2 separate regions of the Macaca mulatta genome follow, and region 2 is linked to region 1. A link is a contact called in public Hi-C data. All regions are on one chromosome and are shown on one strand. The core of a region is the stretch at or near the end of the contact, and the rest is flanking DNA. Distances in the headings are between cores, read along the strand shown.

Region 1 (4,427 bases), core at 1,299-3,798:
CTCCTGCCTTAGCCTCCTGAGTAGCTGGGTTTACAGGTGTGTGTCACTACATCCGACTAATTTTTGTATTTTTAGTAGAGACGGGGTTTCATCATGTTGGCCAGGCTGGTCTCAAACTCCTGACCTCAAGTGATCCACCAGCCTCGGCCTCCCAAAGTGCTGGGATTATAGACATGAGCCACTGTGTCTGGCCCCACAATCTATTAAAATCAGGGCTTTTCTTTTTTTTGTTTAAGACTAGTCAAGTGCAGTGGTGGGAAGTGGAGCACAAGTCGAATAAGGAGTTTGGTCTGTAACTGACAGTGAACAATCACGATAACTTACTATCTCTGTATCAGCCTAAAAGGATCTTGAAGAGTTATTTGTACATTCATGTTCAAAGCAGTATTATTCACAATAGCCAAATGTGGAAATAACACAGACGGTATATACATACAATGAAATATTATTTAGTCTTAAAAGGGAAGGAAATTCTGACACATGCTACAACATGGATAAACCACAAGGAGATTATGCTATGTGAAATATGCCAATCACAAAAAGACAAATACTGTATGATACCACTTACATGAGATACCTAAAGTAGTCAAATTCATACAGACAGAACTAGAATGGTGGTTACCAAGGCTGGCTGGAAAATGAGGAATGAGAAATTGTTTAATGGGTGCGGGCTTTGTTTTGCAAGATGAAAAGAATTCTGGGGACTGGCCGCACAAGGTAAATGTACTTAATACTAACGAATTATTCACTCAAAAATGGCTAAGATGATAAAGTTTGTTGTGTCGATAAAAAAATTTAAAAATCTATTTCACCTTTCTCATGAAATCTTACTTTTTATTTTTCTCTCGTTTCTATTTTTCCCATTTCAGTTAGACTGATCTCTTCATTGTACTTCCAGTATGCCTCTTGAGCCTTTGCACCACGGTGTTTCTTCTCTGGAATGGTCTTTCATTATCACCCATCCATTTTCAAAAGGTTGCATGTGCTTTCGTCCCAAAGACATTACTTTATAGATCCAACCAGGAGTCGCATCCTCCATGTCATCCCTACTCTTTGAAACCACAGACCTCTCCCTTTTCTACACTACACAGAAGGGCCTACACATGGCTTTCATGCTTTAGCTTAGCCTCTCCGACCATACCTCTTAAGACCCTGAGGATCAGGGGGCGTTCTCTCACAGTTCTCCTGCACTTCTCTCCCATCCCAACACATACACATGATACTAGCGAGGAGCTCCGCACACAATCTCCTCCAGTAAAAACGATGCACTAGGCAGTGCATCTCAACACATCAAATTACCGGCGCGCATAGGAGCCTGATGCGGCAAAACTGTGGGTCCTTCGGGATCCTTGAAAGCAGCACTATAATTTGCAGTTTTCTACCCTCCAAAACACTTTCCGGGCCGGATGTGGTGGCTCACTCCTGCAGTCCCAGCACTTTCGAAGACCCAACCAGGCGGGTCACTTGAGGTCAGGAGTTTGAGACAAGGCTGGGAAACATGGTGAAACCCATCTCTACAAAAAAACACAAAAAGTACTTAGGAGTAGTGGTGCGCGCCTGTAATTCCAGCTACTCGGGAGGCTAAGGCAGGAGGATCACGTGAGCCTGGGAGGTCGAGGCTGCAGTGAGCCGTGATCGCGCCCAATGCACTCCATCCAGCCTGGACGACGGCGGTGAGATCCTGTCTCAAAAAAATAAAAGCCACCACTTTCCTACTTATTATCCCAGGGAAACGCACGCGACGGAGGAGCGAAGGAGCGTTTATTTGTGGAGGCGCTCAAGTAAGAAACCCTGCTCGCAGGCCGACTCAAGGCTCTCCGAAGCCTTCTCAGGGCTGTCTCCCCTCCCCAAAAGGTAAAGAACCGTTACAAAGTTTACTTCCGGCACAAGCGTCCGCGCCTGCTCGGAAAAGGGAGAGTGGACGCACAGCTCTGTTACGGGAAGTCGCAGGGCACAATTTCCTTCATTGCAGTCGCCTTGTAGGCGGCCGTACCAACCCAGAAGTGAAAGACCCTTTCCTTCGAGTATCAGACCCCAGACCAAAGGAAGTTCCACTTGGACGACTTTTACCCAGGGTTTCCCGACTTCTCTTTAGCTCTTCCTATCACGCTCCCTGCTTGCTGGTGCATTGTTGCTGTGGCCACTTAGTTCCGACCTTCCTTGTGTAACTCGAGTTTTGTCGCAACTTTCCAAGGGGCCTAACTACACTGGGGGCACCCTTTCCTGAAAAAAACAAAAAAACAAAAAAACAAAAAAACCCCCAAAACCTTTACCCTACGGGTACCCATCAGGGTCAACCAACGTTCTCCGTGAGGGGCAAAGCTCCCGGGGACTTTACGCCCGCGAAGCCTAACACGGCCAGGCCGGCGCGTGCGCGGGGCGTTACCATAGAGAGGCAACCGCCTCTCTGGTATCGGTTTACGCTCTCTATGGTGCAGCCGGGTCGGTGGCGGTAAGAAGAAAAAGGGGGACCGCACTGCGCAGGCGCCCTCGGCGTCTCTCTCGCTCTCGGTCTTTTTTTTTTTTTTTCCTTTTTTTTTTTTTTTTAATCCCCGCACCAAGCGCTTAACCTCATTGGGGTGGAGGAGAAGGCGGCGGCTCTCTGGTCCGCAGCGGCAACAGTAACGAAAAACAGGGCTGTAAGTACCCGGTCAGGGGGTGGAGGGTCAGACCCGAGCCCTCCCGCGGCCCTGGCCCCTCCCGCGCAGTGGCGGGCGCCGGGTCTGGGTGGGGGCGATGTCCAGCGCTGTCATCGGCTCTTGGGTGCACTTTGGGGGGATGGGGCGGCTCTGAGGTGGGAGCCTGGCGAGGAGCGGGATGCGAGGGTTGTTTATCCAACCAGTAGGTCGCTGAACCCCGGCTGCTTTGCAGAGGGAGGGGATCGGCCGTGGGGTCAGTCGGCTTTGTGTGCACCTCTCTGTTTCCCTTTTCCAGACCCCACCCGGGCCCCCTTCCTAAACCGAGTCTCCCGGGCTGGGTGGGAGAAGCCAGCGAGCCCGGGGCGCGTTTGAAAGGAAGGGAGGGGGCGAGGGAGAGAAACCCACAACAACTAGTCATCGGCGAGTGATGGGTGTGGAGAAAGATCCAGAGAGAAGGGGTGCCGGGAGGCGGGCGGCCCGGGCTCCCAACCGGGCCAGACAAAAGCTGCGCGAGCGGCGCCGAGCAGAGCGGCTGGCTTGATGGGATGCACAAGGTCCCCTTGGTCCCCGGGGCCTTCGAAGAGCTTCTTTCTGAAGCTGGGAAAGCGAACAAGTGCTGAGTTAAGCCTGTGCAGACTTCTCAACTTGCCTTTGTTGTTCTTTGGTATTGGCAGAGACGCTCTGACGAAGATGAGTGTGTGATCTTGCACATTAGCCTGGCTAGATACAATGGAGCGAATCGAATTTTGCTTTCCATTTTCCGAGCTGCTGGGATGAGTATGGGGCTTTCCAGAGTTTAAATTATTACATAATATTTTTAAAATAGTTGTTTCTAAAATTAAAAAAAAATTAATGTGGAGTCTGAAAGCACGCTGTGATGAGTTTGCAGCTGGGTGAGTTTCTGTGTAGTGAGGTGCTTTCATTAAATACTGACCATTCGTAGAAACTGTGAGCTCTTTAAACATGATACTTTAATTTGTAGATGTGGCAATGAGAGCTTCAGATTCTCTAGTCCTTTGGGAGACAGTGATGCAGAAGAATCAGAGGCGAGAAATAGTTTCATGCCGTCACGTACCTTGGACCCTATTTGGGTGGCACAGTCCGTTTTCAATTCTGGCATTAGAAATTGTTTTTATTGCTATGATCATTTACGACGTTAACTGATGTCTCGATATGAGGGGTCCTGGACATTGCCTCTGTTTGCTCATCAAGGGAGTGGGAGAATAGCAACATTGATGTAGAGACCAAATAGATAAAAGGTAGCACAATGCCTCAGAGTACTGAATATTATTTATTTTTTACCTTTGTTAAGAAAGATTTAAATTTTGATGATTTGGTTATCTTGTTAAATTGTGTAATACACCTTTTTAGCAGTTGTTACTCAAATCTCAGTTTCTATAATTCATTGTTTATTATGGGCTAGATGGTATTCATTGTTTATTATGGGCTAGATTGTAACACCATTTTAGACTTCTAAAGTTTTAGTTTTTATGAAGGAGTTTTCAGCCATAGCTTTTAATTCTCCCAAGTAAGGTTAACCAAAGTCAGAACTCCTTAGAAAAGACTTTGTTGGTGGTGGAGGTATCAAATATTGTATGTGTGTGTTATAACTGAATTGGCAAATACAGAAAAGGCTTTTGCTAAGTTTGCACCATAAAGTTGTGTTAGAACGGAAAACCCAGATCTCCTAGTATGTCAGGCTTTTGAATTAACCTACAGATTAAACTTTATTTATGTAAAAGAGGTAAGCATTTTTTTTTTTAATTGATAGCAAGTGAAACTCTCAAG
Region 2 (4,427 bases), core at 713-3,212, 99 kb before region 1:
ATGGCGCCACTGCACTCCAGCCTGGGCAACAAGAGCGAAACTCCGTCTCGGGAGAAAAAGTAAATAAATATTAATAAACCCTTTTCCCACTTATCCTGAGAATACTGTGCTAGCAGAAAGCTGCACTTTTTTTTTCTAAACAGGAAATGGGTTAAGCAATTGTAATTATCATCAGTAGAATGCCATCACAATAGAAAACATCTCTATTTAAACCATACTATCTGGTAGTGCAAGAAAAATCAACCAAAATTATCAAATCACCTCCTTCTTCAATTTTTACTCACCATAAAGCATGATAGCCATTTTTCATTATAAAATGTCTTCTGGATAGAAACTCTCTTCTAAATAAGAGACTGATAATTGAGTATAAAACAAGAACTTACTGTCCTGAAACCCAGCACCCTGATGGACCCCTTGCAGTAGAGTTAAAATCTCTCGAGCTGTTTGTTCTAAACTCTGTACAACTTTTCGGATTTCCTAGAGAGAATTAAAAATAAAAATCAGATACTCAACAGAATTATTGTCATACACTCACACCAAACACATTAGTTTATGTGATCATAACCAAGTTTGAATCCTGACTTTTTTCCACTTATTTCCTCTGTAAGACTTCAAAAAGTCACTAAAAAGCCTTAGATTCCTCAGGTACTCTTTAAAGGATAATAGCCACCCATTCACCCCAAGGATTCAATTGGGACATTATAATGGATGATGTGTGTGAACGTAACTTGCAGAATGAAGAGTTAAATGCAATACAAGAGTTGGGTATTTACACTTCTTTTTTTTCTTTTTTCTTTTTTTTTTGAGACGGAGTCTCATTCTGTCACCCAGGCTGGAGTGCAACGGCGCGATCTCAGCTCACCGCAACCTCCGTCTCCTGGGTTCAACCAATTCTCCTGCTTCAGCCTCCCAAGTAGCTGGGATTACAGGCGTTCGCAACCATGCCCAGTTAATTTTCTTTTGTATTTTTAGCAGAGACAGGGTTTCGCCATGTTGGCCAGGCTAGTTTCAAACTCCTTGCCTCAAGTGATCCACCCGCCTCGGCCTCCCAAAATGCTGGAATTATAGGCATGAGGCGCCGCTCTCGGCCTCTAATTCATTTTTAAAATATTCACTGAGCATACTTATGTGTGAGGCACTGTGTAAATACTGGGGAACCGAGCACACAATCCTTTCCCTCTGATGGTTTAACATACAATGGGGGAGAAGATTTTTTAAAAATAATCAACATTACACACATTTAAAAAACTTAAGGTGCTACTAGAAAACATAACAGGAAATAGATCGTTTAGACTGTGACGTCAATGACATAAATACGAGACAATCACGAAAAGAACGGGAAAGAAGCAAATTCCAGGAAAAGCGAACAGGCAGGAAGCTATCTGGCGCACTAGAAGAGGTAAAGTGAACATCATACACAAAGACAGAGAGCATAAATGAGATTGACGAGAGACCGTGTGAGCCACAGGAGGGTCTGATTTTTTTATCCTGTGTGGGATAGGAAACCATAGGACAGTTTTAAGCAGGAGATCACATGTGCTTTTAAGACACCAACAAAAATACACGAAACGCTCATTCGCCGAAGACCAGGTGCTAATCGAGCCTTCGGTATAAACAAGCGCTGAAAAGAAGGAAAACTGACACAAATGAGGCAGGTAATGCTTAGAAGCTGAGACCCGAACACAAGGAATCAGGACAGAGCGGCAAAATTTGGGGCGGGGGCGGGGAGTGTCCTAACCTAAAGCTAGAGGGGAAGCAACCCACCCTCGGAGGCGTCCCCACCGCCCGAGACTGAGCGACAGAGGAGGGTCGGGCGCAGTGGCCCACCTAGGCATGGAAAGGCAAAGGGAATGGGGAAGGGAGGGGGCTCGCCTCTCGGATGTCCTGCTCGGCAGCCAAAAAGCCCTGCAGCTCCACGAAGATCTCGCTCACAGACATGGCGCCGGCTGCACAACAATCAGCCAGTGTAGCAAGGGCGGCCAGGGAAGTGGACGCCGGAGGCAACCAGCGCAATCAATCGCAACGGCCGCCGCTATCGCCGCGTCCCCCCGGTCTTACGCCACGACCGTCGCTGGGGTCCTCCGAGGCCCGCGGCGCGCCGGAGGACGGGCTGTCCGCCGCGCTGCCTGAGGCGCCGTCCGCGAGGCGCGCGTCCAAAGGGCAGAGGAGGAGGAGAGTGGGCGGGGCCTCAGTCTGAGGCCTTCAGACAGGCATCGCCAGAAACAACCTGCGAAGGGGGCCCTCGGAGCACGTGGGCCTCAGGGAGGGCGGGGACGGGCTTGTAGGTGGTGCGGGCGAGCGGGGTTGTTTAGGTTACGTGTGTGTATTTATTTCATACACTACAGCAGTTGGGGGGAAATATTTCACAACGAAAGAGTATGCACAAAAACACAGGTGCAGAAGAACGTAGAGAGAGTGCAGCCTTCGTGAGGAAGTAGGGGGCCGTGCATTTACATTTCCAAAAAAAGGAAAATAAAAGTAACGTATGTAGGACTGTGAGTAGGGAATGGATTGGGAAGGAAAATTTTCTGTGTAAATCTTTTATTTTAATGTCTTCTCTGTATGGCTGTATTCCCTATTTTTAAATTAAACGGATTTTTTAAGCGTGGGCGGTGGGATGTTTCTCTTTCCACTCACACCTTGCCCTAATTCCCCTTCCATGCCCTATAACTGTTTCCCCTTTGTTTTTGAAGAGTTATTTCATACACAAATACTGTGTGTATGTGTTCTTGAACAGTTATTCCATACACAAATACAGTGTGTGTGTGTTGCAGTCTCCAGATGAACTGGAATGATTCTTATCTAAATTATAACTTACTGCTTGCTTTGTGCCTGACGTTATTCTAAACTCTTTATATGAAGGATCATATTTAATTCTCATTATATGAGAAGAATTTCATGTCCATGAAGAAGACAGTAAGACCACTAGCACCTACATTTTTAAAAAATTATCCGCCGGGCGCGGTGGCTCACACGTAATCCCAGCACTTTGGGAGGCCGAGGCTGGCAGATCACGAGGTCAGGAGTTCGAGACCAGCCTGATCAATATGGTGAAACCCCGTCTCTACTAAAAATACAAAAATTAGCCTGGCGTGGTGGTGTGCGCCTGTAATCCCAGCAACTCGGGAGGCTGAGGCAGGAGAATCGCTTGAACCCGGGAGGCAGAGGTTGCAGTTAGCCAAGGTCACACCACTGATCTATAGCCTGGGCAACAGAGAGACTCCGTCTAAAAAAAAAAAAAAAAAAACCCTTTCTTAGCTCCTGTTTGTTCTCCCAAAACCCATTTGTCTGTCTTAAAGAATCCTATTTGTTTTCATACAAACTTTCGTCACCTCTCCCTTTTACCTACTGAGTTAGGCACATAAGCCACTAATTGGTTTTTGTCTTTCTTTGTTTTTTGTGTGGATTTTTTGTTTGTCGCTGTTTGTTTTGTTTTTTGGTAGAGACGGTCTCACTCTGTTGCCCAGTCTGGTCTCGAACTCCTGGGCTCAGGCAGTCCCACCTCAGCCTTTCAAACTGCTGGGATTACAGGTATCAACCACTGCACCCAGATATAAACCTCTAATTTTAACCATTTAGTAGGCTAGCTACTTATTTTGCTAGCTCCAGCATCCATGCAAATAATCCTTTTTTGAGAGTGTTCTATAAAAAGTTTAATTAGACCCTATTAGTTGATGGTGGTGTTGAGTTCTTATATGCCCATGCTGATTTTCTGTTCTGTTAATCTGTCTTTTGTCAGTTTAATTTGCAGGCCCTAGCTGGGCATGGTGGCTCACACCTGTAATCCCACCACTTTGAGAGGCTAAGGAGGAGGATCACTTGAGCCCAAGAGTTCGAGACCAGCCTGGGCAACATAGTGAGACCGCTATCTCTACAAAAATTTTTTGAAAATTGGCTGAACATGGTAGCGCATGCCTGTGGTTCGAGCTACTTCAGAGGCTGAGGTGGGAGGATCACTTGAGCTCAGGAAGCCGCAGCTGCAGTGAGCCATGATTCTGCCACTGCACTCAAGCCTGGGTGACAGAGTGAGACTCTGCCTCAAATAAATAGTTTTTTTGGAGGCCCCCATAAACTGAACAAAATATAACAAAGAGAAAGCTTTTCCTCCCCCAGTACTAGCTTCATAAAGAACTGGAAAGTGTCCCCTTCTGGCCTATTATCTGGAAGAGCTTATGCAGATTGGTGTTTGTTCTTTAGTTGGTAGAATTCTCTGCTGAAACCTTCTCCAGTGAAACCTTCTTTGGAGCTCTCTTTTGGAGAATTTTTATTGCAAATTCAATTTCCTAATAGTCATAGTGCTACTCAAAGTATCTTTTTCTTTAAGAGATGGGGTCTCGCTCTGTCAGCAGGTGATTCTTCCGCCTCAGCCTACCCAGTAGCTGGGACTATAGGCACATGCCACCACAACTAGCTAATTTTTGTTTTTT

What was found. Hi-C and Micro-C count contacts between places; a contact is called where the count stands out from the background.
Region 2: a contact with region 1 is called in a Hi-C map of blood, with 5 times the contacts expected there. The contact joins the promoter of TSN here to the promoter of CLASP1 in region 1. A contact is called at or near these places in 2 of 14 Hi-C or Micro-C datasets (blood and cortical neurons).

What each region holds. Positions count from the first base shown.
Region 1 is chr12:15,811,911-15,816,337 of T2T-MMU8v2.0, forward strand. CLASP1 (cytoplasmic linker associated protein 1) reads left to right here and starts at 2,549. Exons shown (of 36, transcript XM_077956849.1): 1 at 2,549-2,639.
Region 2 is chr12:15,713,094-15,717,520 of T2T-MMU8v2.0, forward strand. TSN (translin) reads right to left here and starts at 1,963. Exons shown (of 6, transcript NM_001266679.1): 1 at 1,873-1,963; 2 at 384-477. The coding sequence starts at 1,938.